Regions from separate parts of the Mus musculus genome. Here region 2 is linked to region 1. A link is a contact called in public Hi-C data. All regions are on one chromosome and are shown on one strand. The core of a region is the stretch at or near the end of the contact, and the rest is flanking DNA. Distances in the headings are between cores, read along the strand shown. Region 1 overlaps Shc3 (src homology 2 domain-containing transforming protein C3). Region 2 has its middle 23 kb from the start of Gm52049.

Region 1 (6,918 bases), core at 3,142-5,641:
GAGTGGTGTCAGTTGGGACAAATGCTACATGGATGAAATCACAGAGATGAGCAGATATGCTGGTAGCCCCTAGTTCAGGCTCTTGCCTTGTGGCCACATACATAAGCATTGAGGTACCCCAAGAGTCACCCTGTCCTCTGTCCCCCAAGAGGCTGTGCTCTGTGCACACACATACAGGTCCTGCTGCTCCTGTGTGTGACTGTATTGTACATAGAAAAACATACAAAATTATCCAATCTTGAATTCCCCGCTCACGCACTGCTAGAATGCTTCTGTTCAAGTCACTAGCAAAGTGTTACAGACCATGAGCGCCTCAGCATTCGCCTGATTTCATTTCCCTCTCCAGGGAAGTTTAAAAAAAAAAAAAAAAAAAAAGGAATACTCAGAAATGAATTCTCTGAAGTCAGTGTTGAGTTTGAGGGTAATAAGATTTATAGGAATCAACATTTCTCTTTTTAATTTTAATTCAAAACATCTAATTATTGTTCCAGATTAGAGGACAGATGTTATAGTTAGGGAAATCTTTTAGACACAGGGCAGACTGCAGAGGTTGTTCTTGGCAGCCGTGTTCTGGCCTGCATTCCTTTTAAAGCATGTCAGAGTTCACAGGGGTTCGTCATGTCTTGCTACAAACACCATGTATGTGATGGGACAACTCCCTCAAACCTCACATACACCCGGGGAAACTGAGGCTCACTTCAGGTCACATCGTCAGCTAACAGAAGAGCTGTTCTAGTCACTCAGCATTTTCTGCGCACAGGTGTGGCCTGCCTGTGTTTTGAGGCCAGGGTTTGGGGGCAGACCCCAAAGCTTCTCCTCCTGTGCCTACACACCTCTTCCATGGGTTCCCAGACCATATCTGCCTGGGTAGGGCAGGGCTTCGGGCTATGAAGGAGCAACTCCATACTGTGCAGAACAGCACTCTGCTGTGCATTCAGGGGCTTCAGCTCCCAGGGCACGGTGGCTGAGTCTACGCCAGGCATGAGGGTCTGGCGTGTGCCTGGATCCTGTGCTCCTCCTTATAGGCACCCCACCACTCCGTCCAGAACTCTGCATCTATTTTAGTGGTGCGTGGTGGGGTTCAGCAGCCTTAAAAACAGCCCCTGTCTGCTCTTGCACAGTGGCTCTGAATCCCCTGCCAAATCCTTCCATCCCTTGCTCTCCTGGGAGAGTTAGCTGTTCTTCAGATCACCTCTGCACACTCTTGGGGCTGACTGACCTTCCATGGGGTTGTTCATCATGGTCTAGGTTGGCTCTGATTCTCAAATCTCCCTCCACCATAAGGTGGGCAGTCTGCTAACAACACAGGTCAAATGACTCAATCTTTGACCTATACTTGTGTTATGACCATGGTGTCCCTTTTGTATTTTAAAGACAAAGAGCGGGATACCTGCTTAGCCTGGATAAACAGCTTTCTGTGACAGGCCAACTCAGATGGTGGATAGATGGGCCAAATAGGACACATGAAGCAACCGTGAGGTTCTCTTAGCAACAGAGGCAGTTGTACGTAAAGGCCGTGAGAATCCATGAATGGAGGGTAAAGCTTAGGTTGGAAGGACAGGGAGAATGAATTCCCCAAAGCCCATGGGATTCAGGTCACAGTTGCCATATGTCCAGGCTCCACTGGTGTCCTGAAGATGCCTCTCTTTCGAAGGGAAGATCTCCCCCATGGTGACATTAGACACCTGGGAGGCCTCCTTATAGGAGTGGCTATAGAGTGGACACCTCCATTCCACGTTAGATCCAGTGCCACATTCTCTTCTTGTTGAAGTGAGTTGAGTTGAAATCCAACTCAGTCCCCAAGACAGTGATGCAGCAGAGGCCACCCCCATGAAGCTCATCCTGGTACAACCTGAACAATAGGTTCTCTGACACCATGACTTGTGCTTCCTTCAAAGAGTGGTGTGGATAGAGAAATAAATATATAAAGTGACTTCCTGGGACTCTTCACTGACAGAACGTATCTCACTCCTCCTCCATGGGCCCAAAGTGGTAGGCCATCTATAAACAGCTTTTGTGGATGGTGACAGCCAGATTTTAAATAGGAGGAGGGTAGTAGAAAGGTTGCAAATGAAACCATGTGCTCAGAAACATATGTGTGATGCTAGTTCTTATGGAAATTTTGAAGTGTGTGTGTGTGTTTTCAAGAAAGACAATGTAGATAATAAACCCCACTCCTGGAACATATTACAAACCTAGAAATTTTGCCCTTCTGGGATAATGGGCAGGTGCTTTCGAGATGTTTCAGCTGAAGGGGCCCTTGTATTTCAGCTGAAAAAATTGGATGGCAGTGGTCAATGGCTAGATCTAGGAAAGAATGCAGGACTTACTAAGGCCTTTTGAGGCTCAGACATGTAGCTCACATGGAAGCAACATACTCCACCTTTTGAAGTACAGGAAGGACTGAGCCATTTGCCTGAGAGAGTCAGGACCTGTGGTTGGTGACTTAGCTGGTATTCTACCAAGGGGAGCTGGGGGTGGGGGTGGGGATGGAGGGGGGATTTGGGTCCATATAGCTTACTTTGGAAATGATCCCAGAAGTCAAGAAGGAAGTAGCTGCTGTGGAATGGTTGCATTGTGGAACACGAGTCCACCCAGGATACATTGTGGGCATCTATTTGCTGTTAAGCCCCAGGAACAGAACTGAAGACACCTGGGTTAGCTAGTGGGTGGGGCATGGAGGAGCTCCACCACAGTCAGCATGGATGGAAGGCTATCTCCAGAGATTTCTGCCCAGCCTTGTGCATACCTGTGCACACTCTGTGAACTGGGACATCCTGGGGCAGAGGCTGGTATTTATAAAATATCAGTCTCAGAGCAGAAGGCAGACATCGAAGAACCAGGCTGCCTGATCCACACATGGATTTCAGGGCTCTGGCCCTTGGGCTCCTGACTCAGCAGGCCTAGTGTGAGGGTAGAGCACTTGCCTTTTCAGTGTGAGGACATGCTAATGCTAAGGATCTTGGCTTTGATATTGACTGGTGAGCCTCCACCCCTTCCTTGACGCTTACTGGTGGACTCCATCTCCATCTCCCTCCCACCCCCACCAATTATGAAGAAAATTTCACACCACTTCACATCATATTTCCCAGGCCCATGCCGTGAATTTGAAAATGGGGAATTAATAAGTACTTATAACTCCCTGCAACTGTGGCTGGCAGATAAAATGCCATCTGCCAGACAGGATTTATTTATAATGGGGTTTATACATATTTATAAGTTTGCAAGCAACAAATGCACAGTTTTAAAACTGGCACATTTTATATCAGCTAGAAAAAAATTGCAACTTTATACTAAGGCTTTCTGAGTGTGAACTGCATGTGTGTAGTATACACGTACACGAGCTTTCTTTAGTTCAGATGGAATGCGCACCACAGCATGTGTATGTCCAGATGCAGACCAGCTCTGTGTTGGGTCTCTCTCTACTGAGCCTCTGGGGTTTCCTGCATTGGATGACCTGTATATGAGAAATGGCACCAAGAGCTTGGCGGTTGATTTGCTCTCATTTGCAGACCTGTGGAGCAGAGTTCTGGGTGTCGTGGACTCTGAGACCATGGTACAAAAAGGGAAGTAGGGCTCTCACTGCAGGCCGAGAGAGAGGGAAAGCAAGCCAGGAGTGTGGTGCATTTCTGTAATCCCAGAACTTGGATGGTAAAGGCTAGCTCAGGGTCAACCTGGGCTAAACGAGGCCATGTCTCAAGAGAACTAAACAGAAGGGTAGCCAGCAGAAGACAAGGAAGAGGCAGGTGTTAGAGAAAAGGAAAAGGGACATGCAGATGAAACACCCACAGACCCACATCCTTTCTTGACCCAGCCTGACTTACCACAACCGGACTTGGCTGGCCAGCCCTCCTGGCCACATTTATACCTTAGATCCTATGTAGCAGGTCCTGCAGGGACTTGTGGGACAGAGAAGGGAACATAAGGTGAATCTGTTCCTGTTTATAATCTAACTGGAGCCCCTCCTCCAACACACACATGAAGTGTGAGAGTGTTGGAGTGGGAGTCGGGGAGGCTTTCAGGGCTGGTGTGCTCACATTCAGTATGGACCAAGGATCAGGCTCAGGACTGAGCTGGAGGCGCTGAAGGCTTTTAAACAGCAGGTGGCGCAGTTGTACCCTTGAGGAAGAAAAGGGTGCAAAAGTTCAAGTTGGTGTCCCTCATGGAATCTGCTGATGTCAGTAGGATGCCGGAGGACAGGTTGAAAAGCTTTCCTTTCCTCTCGCTGCCCTCTCAGATGCCCTGGGGGTAAGTGAGTCCCTGAGACCCCCAGACACACCTATGGGTGAAAGAGAAACCACAGGAAATGGACAGCTTTATGTACCCACTGTACATAGAGGACAGAACCTATGGGGTGAATCTGAAACCCGAGCTCCTGAGGACATACAGGTTCACACTGGAGGAAATTCCTTTACCACAACCAAAGTCACTCACAGCGGAGTCAAGCAACAGTTCACAAGGCAGAGACAGTAGACTAACTAGTCTGGGGACAACTAGTTTCTTTTCCTCTTCTTCTTCTTCTTTGTTTAACAACACTATGTGTGAGTTGCCAATTGAATGTTCTCTGTTCAACTGACTTTTGGATATAACTTGTTTCTGAGTATTGTGAAATTTATGTGAATTTCTTTGTGTTCAGAATGAGACATTTGATGTTCAAAAGCCCCAGGATTAGGGGACAGCTCAGTGTAAATGTAATGTGTAACAAGGTATTGAACAGTTTTCCAAAAGCATTCGGGTGGCCAATTATACATATTGATATATACATATTTGAAATTTCTTTTTGTTTCTGTTAACCATTGTGAAACACCAACAGTTACTGTAACAGTTACTGCCTGGGAGTGTGGCCAACCGCCCCTTGCCACTTTGATACTGGCCTGGGATTGGCTCCCTAAGTCACCTGTTGAGGAGCAGAAATACAAAGTCAACTTTAAGTTTTCTAATATTTTTCTTTGATAAAACTTAGGCGATTTGACGACCATTTGGCATTCCCAAGAGATAACAGGTGAAGGTGATCAGGCAGCTTGGACTCCCTCACCTGCAGGGACTCTTTAGAGAAACGGTGTTGCTTTCGGTCTCATGCCCTCCACCACGGTCCTGGCACACCACAGCCGAGCTTCTGGGATAACCACGAGGAGGCAGCATAGAACATCCCATCACCATGGCCGAGGTATGGCTGGTGGCAGGCTAACCCTAGACAATGCTGCTCTTCTTGTTATTATTAGGTACTGGAACATGTGCCTTTATCATTGGGACGGCCACCCATGCACTTCCAATCCCAGAGCTCAGAGCTGACCCTCTGCCCTCTGACTTAGACAACTATGTGGGTGATGAGGTTTTTGTTTTTTTGTTTGTTTGTTTGTTTTCATTTTTTTCATTTGTCACTAGTCTCCAAAGCATGGAACTGGCGGCGATGTCATTAGACATTTTCTATAAAATGCACCTTGTTATCTTTCTGTGACCGGCTCTTTCCCAGCACACAGAATAACCACGGCTCAAAGATTGAGAGGAGTAACCATTTTTAAATAGTTAATTGTTTCAGTGACTGTAAGTGTTAAGTCTGTTGTTGGCAATAAAGGCTACTGTGAAAAGAAGTGTCTCTTGTTTGCGTGACAGAGCTCACGTCTGTGTGTGGTGGCAGGGCGCCATCATGCATGCGTAGAAGTCACAGGACAACTTGTAGGGCTTCTCTCCTTCTGTCATGTGGGCCCTGGGAATCGAACTCAGGACATCAAGTGTCACCAAGGCAAGCAACATTGCCTTCTGAGCCACTCGCCAGCCCTGGGTCTTATAACGCATCGCAGAAGACAGGAGGGCAGATTGAAACCTTTCTCTAGAAAATTGGTCTTCTGTTTTTCCCTCAGGGGTGGGAAAAGGGATAACTTGTCAGAAACACTTGAAAAGATTCATGCCAATTTTGCGATCTGGAGCATAGACTGCCTTGGGCAGGTCAGAGGTGATAGACGGCGGGAAGGTGGAACTGGGGGTGGGGGTGAGGTGTCTTTTTCACTACAAGTTATAACATCTGTCGTCAACAAAGCATCACACCAAATATGGATCCTCCGTGTGTGGGATGCAGGTTAGTGGCTAAAACTTACCGACTATAAAACAGGGAGCCAGTTCTGCCGGCTGCTTACCCGCTTGCTCATCTGCAGACACTGGCAAATGAAACCTAGTCTTCTGGTTGGATGACATTTTTATTTTATAATTTCTTCCCTACAGAGGGGCTATTACCATTCTTCAAATCATAGGATCTGCTGGGAAATGGCTCCCCTGGGATGCCCTGTGCCTACGTAAATGCCACAGAGGGCAGTTTGTGCCTATAACCATGACAGGAGGAACACAGGTCCTGGGGGGAATTGTTGGTCAGTCAATCTAGCCAAAGCTGGCAGCTTCGGGTTCAGTGAGAAATGGTGTCTCAAAAAAACAAACAACAAAACAACAACAACAACAACAAAACAACAACAAAAAAACCAAGATGGAGAGCATAGAGAGAGAGAGAGAGATCCAACATTAACCTCTGGCCTCTCCTGCATGCACAATAGTGTACATGGGTGGGCACACACATACACACACTCACCACCGCTACCACCACCACCACCACCACCACCAGTAAAACAGCATCTACCCAGACCTGTATCAGTAGCATCCAGTACGCTAAAGCTTCAATCTAACATCATCTACAAGATGGCCCTGGGGGATAAAAGGGACTTAGTGATTGGGCATCAAATGTAGTTTATGCCTGTAATGCTGTGAGATCAGGTTCTAGGGAGAGAAGCAAGACCACCCCACTACACCCCCCGAGTGTCTATTCCAAAACAATAGAACATACCACACAGGCCTCCAGGATGGGTTTTTATACAGGCTTTTGGTTTTATTTATTATTAACAAACATAAACTGCAAGTAGCCAAGGTTGCTCA
Region 2 (6,918 bases), core at 2,155-4,654, 190 kb before region 1:
GGGGCAATGGTGGTGCACGCCTTTAATCCCAGCACTTGGGTGGCAGAGGCAGGTGGATTTCTGAGTTCGAGGCCAGCCTGGTCTACAAAGTGAGTTCCAGGACAGCCAGGGCTAAATAAAGAAACCCTGCCTGTGCTCTTAACTCAGGAACTCTGTGTGAGGTCCTGCTCTGCCGGGACTGGATAACTTTCCTGCAGGATGAGAGAGGCTGGCTTCCCTTCACTCTGCTTGACATAATGGTCAGGTGGGTGGGGGATACTGGTTTAGAACAGCTGCATGGTGTGTTAGATAGCTCACTTTTCTTGCTGCTGTAACAAAATGCCTGAACCAAGCAGCTTAAGGAAGGAAGGATTTGTTTTGGTTCACAAGAGAATAGTGGGGAAGTGGTAGGAGCTAGAAGTGGCTGAGAGAGAGAGAGAGAGAGAGAGAGAGAGAGAGAGAGAGAGAGAGAGAGAGAGAGAGAGAGAGAGAGAGAGGAGAGGAGAGGAGGGGGGAGGAAGAGGGGAGGGAGGAGGAGGGGAGGGGAGGGGAGGTAGAAGGTGAGGGGGGGAGCGAGAGGGAGCGCTAGCTCAACCTATCCGGTAGCAGCTGCCACGTTCCATACTGAGCCTTCCCACCTCGGTTAACCCAGTCTGGAAACCCCCCCCCCCCGCCCCCATATGCCCCAAGGCTTTTTTCCTTAGTGATTCTAGATCTTGTCAACCTGACAAGGTTAACCTCCTGCGGAAGCAGAGGCTCTACTGCAATGTAGTCTTTGAACTGTCACCTGGAACTATACGGCAAGGAGCTTCAGGGAAGGAAGAACGCAGCTAGCTTGCCAGGACCGGGGTGCCTGGGGGGGGGGGGGGGTTCTGACACAATAAGAAACTGTCTATCATGTGTGTGAAATGGAATGGAGACTTCAGGTCATTTGACTTAATATGCAGAGCCGAGGGGCTTTTGTTCCTCTGTGGTACCACTGTGCACATGAAGGACACAGATGACCTCGGGTCAGGCTGTTTCCTTTGACATGGCCACAGCAAACTATAGAAAATCTAGTCTTAAAAAACGAAATTTTGCAAGAAAAAGCTTATACCAATGGATATTTACAATCCTTGGTAATGCTATTCAAACCATGTTCCTTGGATCCTTTGAATAAAACCTAGGCAGTCAGGTGATATTTAACAATAAAAACATCAACACTATTCTAAAGCCTTATATAAAAAGTGTTTGGGATGAAATAATTGATCTTTAGCCACGCATCTCCTGCAATCCTGAAAACAGCCACAAGGGGGCGTATTGCTCCTAGTGTTTACCAGCAGCCCACTTTTAGAACTAGGATGACCCCGCTTTCCCTCCCTCCTCCTTCCTCTCCCCCCCTTCTCTCTCCCCTCTCCCTTCCCTCCTTCTTCTGAAACATGGACTAACCCCCAGTGTTAGTATTCCTTCTCTGCGTCAGATTCCAGCCTACCAAGTGTATAGCCATAGGCTCACAAGATTCCTATGGGGCGGAGCCAGCTCCAGTATCACTGGCTAAAGGACGCTAGGGTGGCAGAAAATAACCAGATTCTGCAGGACAGGAAGCAGAAGACATGGCAGGTTATCCTGCATATTGGCTTGTCTAACAGCTTTTAAGGTGGCAAAATAAACAAAACAACCCCAAAAGACTCCCCCAAACCATAAAGCCCAAAGATCCAAAACAAACCAACCAACCAACAAACCACTCAACCATAGCCAACAGGCAGAAAAACAGAAAAATAAGAAGGTACGTTTGTCACAATACTATGTATTTAAGATACCAGGAAATTGTGTGTTCTTCCTAGGAAAAAGGGCTCTTCAAACACTGAATTATGCACATTTAATATCAATATCTAACAAAGTTTACAATAGTTTTGGCTTGTTGGCACATTATAATTGGATGTGTTCCAGAATTTCAGTGGCTCAGTAAGACTGTAATCCATAGAGCTTCAGCTAACAGAATGTCTGTTCACTTAGATGTGTGTGTGTGTGTGTGTGTGTGTGTGTGTGTGTGTGTGTGTGGTGTGGTGTGGTGTGTGTGTGTTATTTTAGGATAAGTATAAAGTCTTTAGTTTCCTGGGTAAACAGAAAGGGAATTGTTTTTTTGTTTTGGTTTTTTTTTTTGTTTTTTTGTTTTTGTTTTTTTTTTTTTTTGTGGGTGTTTTTGCTTTATTGTGTTTGAGATGCAGTCTCATTCTAACCCAACCTAGCTCGTAACTGTTAGTGTGGCCCAGGTTGGTCTTGAACTCATGATCCTCCTGCCTTAGTGGCCAAAGTGCTGGGCTTGCAGGCACTGACCTCCACTCCCCACTAAGAAAAATCTACCTGTCTGATGTCTTAACAACTGGATCCTGTAAATTATGCATGTGTGTATGCATTATGTTCTTAAAGCAATAAGAACCAAAGAAGAATATTAAGACACCAATAAAAAGTAGCCATTCATCTCGTGACTCACAAACCAACACACGGAGAGACACTGCCAACATAGGCACAGCAGGAGACTGCAGCCCTCAGCATCCCACAGGCACACTGAGTTTGGCAACCGCCCATGCATACGGATGCCTTTGTGGGAGGCCCGGGGAGCTCAGCAGAGAGGCTTCAATACCTCATTAGAGGAAGGGGGTGAGGGTTGGGAGGAACAAGCCTGTCAAGGAGAGTAGATGAGGCAGGTTCACTGTCTCATAGGCCGGTCCCCATCTGCAGAACTCAGTGACAAGAGCATCCTCCTGCGGTGACTTCTCTAAGGAGGGAAAACAAGAACACAACGAATGCCTGGTTTCCTGGTCACGTGGGAGCCCAACAGGCGTGGTTCTGTTTTGGTCTACTCAAACCCTTTGCCTCTTCCTGAGTAAATAGCCTGGGGCTAGGCAGGAAAGGGGGTGGGGTGGGGGAGAAGGGGCGGGGTTCATAATGACAGGGTCTCGAATCCAACAAAGAATGATTGGTCATCCAGATACCTTGGAAGCTCTGAGAGGTCAGTCACATCCCTCCACCACTGCAGTTGCTCCTGCTAGAAGTCTAGATGGGTCTCGGGGAATTCTGTATACATCCCAATAGCTAGTGGTCTCCCATAAACTAACGCTGATAGTCAACTTGGTGGCATATAGGGTCACATAGATTACCTCCTGGGCGTGCTTATGAGGGACTTTGTTAAGTTAGCCTCTGGGTGTGTCTTATCTAGATTGGGCTAGTTGAGGTAAGAAGACCCACCCCAAGTGAGTGTGACATCATCTCGTGGGCTAGGATTCTAGACTTAAAAAAGAGAGAGTGAGGAGGGCACTGGCGTTCATCTGTTTCCTGACTGTGGCTGCCCTGCGACCAGCTGTCTTGCACCCCCTCTAGGATCTCCACAGTATGATGGACCAGCCGGTGAGCAGAATAAACTCCTCCTTCCATTGCTTTTGTTAGTCATTGCATCACGGAAGTGAGCGAAGAGTTGTCCAACACAGTGTGCATAAGCCTTTGTTTGTTGCCCCAAGCACATGCAGGCGACCAGCTGGACTTTGCCGAGCTGGGAGCAGGCTACTAACCTTGAACACTCAGGGCACCGTCCCAGGGAAAGGGAACAACTCAGAGCTTGGCTTAGCTTTACGAGATTCAGATGAGGTTTATATTTCCAAGGCATTTCCCAACTGTGAGCCAAAGGGATAAAGTCACAGAAAAGACCAGAGGGACTCCCAGAATCCCTAGCTCGGGTGAGTAGTGGATGCCTGTCTCTTTCAAAGCCATTCAGTAATGACTGGACACGCCTGCTTTTCCAGATGTGTCGGTAGCAACACAAGGCTTCAAGAACACGGAAAATCAGAAATGTCAGTGAGCTGTAAGGGAACACACAGAGGTCATTGTGAGACCACTCTCCATGGATGGAATGAGAAGTTCTGCAGAGGTGGAAACCTAAAAACAAAAAAGAAAACCAAAAATCCTAGAAGTTTTGGAACTGAGGAATGCATGGAGTAAGCTTAGAAGCATGATAGAGGTACAACAGCAGGCTTGACTAAGCAGGAAAACGATTCTGTAATCTTGAAAAGGGCCACTTGAAGTTTTCCCTTTAGTCAGAGAAAAGAAAATTCAGAATAAAAACAAGTGAAGGGAGCTTATAGATTTCTGAGACTTCCCAGTGTGGGCCGGCATGGACATTCTGGGAGTTCCACAAGGAAAAGAGAAAGATCGATCAGAAGAAAACTTGCTTGAAGAAATAATAGCTTCCAAATGATAAATCCCCAACTATTGAGAAAGATGTGGACACCAAAGCTCGTGAATTCAAAGCTTTTAAAATAAGATTACACTAAGATATATAGTGGTCAATTTATTAAAAGTCAGACAGAATTTAGAAATTACCAAGAGAAAAGATTCCTGCCACCTGCATCAGGACCCTCACAAGGCTATCAGCAGATTTCTCTGCAGAAGTCCTATAAGGGGAAGAGTGGAATACTGTGAAATCAATGACACACACATACACACACACACACACACACACACACACACACATCAGCTCTGAGGACATAGAAGCTGGATGGGGAAGACTTTCCTGCAAGCAGAAGCAGGAATGGCTATACTTATGCAAAGTAGGCTTTAAGTAAAAATCTGCCATAAGGCACAGTGGTCATTTGACCATGGCCAATGTGTGGAGCAAACAAGAATACAGGCAGATGCACTCACCGTAACAGTACAGAAGTGTATAAAGCAAGTATATCAGCAGAATTGAAGGAGCGTACAGACAGCAATGGCTCACAGTAGTAGTCTTTAACATCTCACTTTCAAAATAGATACATCATTGAGGAAAAAAAAAAAAAAAAAAAAAGCCGGGCGTGGTGGCGCACACCTTTAATCCCAGCACTTGGGAGGCAGAGGCAGGCGGATTTCTGAGTTCGAGGCCAGCCTGGTCTACAGAGTGAGTTCCAGGACAGCCAGGGCTACACAGAGAAACCCTGTCTCGAAAAACAAAACAAAACAAAACAAAACAAAACAAAACAAAACAAAACTCAACAAGAACTTGAATAACACTGTAACACTCAGACCCACAGACCTGACACACAGAGATTTCGCCCAACAGCAGCAGGATGTGTATGCTTCTCAGATGCAAACCATAGGACAGATCATACGCCAAAAAATTGATTTTGGTAGCAAGTTTAAGAAGATTGAATGCTGGTAACCCGTAGTCCCAACACATGGGAGGGTGATGCAGGAGGGTTGCTAGAAGTTTAAGGTCAGCCTGGGCTACACGGTGCATTCTAGGTCATCCTGGGCTACAGAGTGAGACACTGTTTCAACAAAAATAAGAACAGAAGAGAAGCTTGAGTACTTATCATATATCTTTTCTGGTCAAAATAGAAACGAGATCACCAACAAGAGGGAGCCTCTCAAGGGTGGGCCACAGACTCTTGAGCATCCTAAGGGTAGAAGATCCCGGGAAGGAAAGAAAAAACGGTATGAGGTGAGCAAAAATGAAACCACATCTTAAAGGATGCAACTTCAGAGAGGGGAATTACCAGTGACGTCTGCCTATATTAAGAAAAAGGAAACTTCTGGAATAAATAACTTGGCTTTACATATGACACCACAGAGAGTAAATATCATTGGTGGTTATCCTAATACATGCAGAAAATGTGTCTAATGAGACTTCTTTCTTTTTGAGGCCACAGAGGAACTAAGCCTGATGGGGGACATGGCAGATACCAAATGTTGGTGAAGAAACCAACTTTTCCGCACCATTATACCATTATATAAAACTGGGAAGAATCCTTACAAAGTTAAAAAAGGAATTGCTATGTGACCCAGAAAGCTCCAAGAAAATAAATTTGGGGATCTGATCCCTTCAACCTGTGTTCACTCATAGAGTTATTCCTGTCTAGACATGTGAGTCAATGTATGTGTCAATCGACGACTGCATGAGAAAATATCTCGTGAAATATTACTCAGCCTTGAAAATGGAGAAACCATTCCATGTATGAAGCCATGGCTAAGTGTGGTGAGCATGGTGCTAAGCTAAATGAGCCAGACACAGAAAAGATACAGGACCTTGGTTATATAGCCATCAAAATATATTGGCTCAAGAGAGCAGAGAGTAGAATGGGAGCTCGGGGGAGGAGGGATGAGGCTGGGACTGAAGGCGGTTCAGTTCCAGCTATGCAAGATGAGTGCATCCTGGATACCTAATGTCCAGATGTCTGTCTGTAGCTGGTGCCCGCTGGACTGTGCATTTGAACATGACTGAGGGAGGCTATCTTAGATGTTCTTACCACAGACAAAGAGACAGCAACCACGGGAAGCAATGGATGCGATGACAGGCAATTATTTCAGAATGTACACGCACACCCATCAAAACATGGCATTGCACAGTCTAAGCATATACAATTTTTGCCAATTATGTTTAAGTAAACCTCAGAAACACACATCCTTGGAAAAATAGAAGTTTAGCCCAGGGTAGCATCGAACCCATGTGACCCAACACAATGAAACGGTAGAGCAAACAAAGATGGCAGAGCAGATGTCCGTGGAGGAGAATGGCTCAGGGCACAGGCTCCAGAAACACCCTGCTCCCTGGAGCAGCATCAGCAGCAGTGACTTCACGAGGTTCTCGGTACTCCCAGATCTTCTGGATCAGGAACTCCAGGGCACCACCACAAGCCTCCACAGGGGCAGGGACACTCTGAGAGACATCCCTAAGAACAAGCTAGAATATCTTCTCTCCTGCTCCATATTGACCTAAGCTCAGTCCTTGTGTCTGGAATAGGGAACGACTTGTTCTTCTAAAATAAAACCTCATCTAGAATAAATCTCAGCCATGAAAGGTATTTAATGTAAATATATAATTAATTAAAGGGGAAGAAAATCATGGATACGTACTCCCTGTGCCCAGTTTGGGAACTACGACGGTGCTGGGTGGTAGAGCTAGCTATTACATCTCAGAGCAATGGCTTT

Evidence for each region. A called contact is a pair of places that touch in the nucleus more often than the background predicts.
Region 2: a Hi-C map of cortical neurons shows a contact between it and region 1, with 4 times the contacts expected there. The contact joins two enhancer-like sites. A contact is called at or near these places in 2 of 39 promoter capture datasets (the C10 cell line and hippocampal neurons), 3 of 15 datasets of contacts at CTCF or cohesin (CD8 T cells, embryonic stem cells and large pre-B cells), 135 of 484 Hi-C or Micro-C datasets (the AtT-20 cell line, B cells, the BV-2 cell line and 63 more), 14 of 115 datasets of contacts at active chromatin or transcription factors (VIP interneurons, astrocytes, bone marrow-derived dendritic cells and 4 more) and 1 of 9 other capture datasets (embryonic stem cells).

What each region holds. Positions count from the first base shown.
Region 1 is chr13:51,422,059-51,428,976 of GRCm38.p6, reverse strand. It overlaps Shc3 (src homology 2 domain-containing transforming protein C3), which reads left to right. Exons shown (of 12, transcript NM_009167.5): 12 at 1-5,588. It overlaps S1pr3 (sphingosine-1-phosphate receptor 3), which reads right to left. Exons shown (of 2, transcript NM_010101.4): 2 at 6,180-6,918. Among named protein-coding and RNA genes, the nearest start is that of Gm32834, 6.8 kb to the right of the region's middle. Within about 2 kb of position 4,391, at least 15 of the 459 cell types and tissues checked have an H3K27ac peak or open chromatin away from gene starts, as enhancers often do. A contact at or near this core is called in astrocytes, cortical neurons and muscle stem cells, where this site is marked.
Region 2 is chr13:51,612,492-51,619,409 of GRCm38.p6, reverse strand. No RefSeq gene overlaps it. Among named protein-coding and RNA genes, the nearest start is that of Gm52049, 23 kb to the left of the region's middle. Within about 2 kb of position 3,404, at least 60 of the 459 cell types and tissues checked have an H3K27ac peak or open chromatin away from gene starts, as enhancers often do. A contact at or near this core is called in astrocytes, cortical neurons and muscle stem cells, where this site is marked.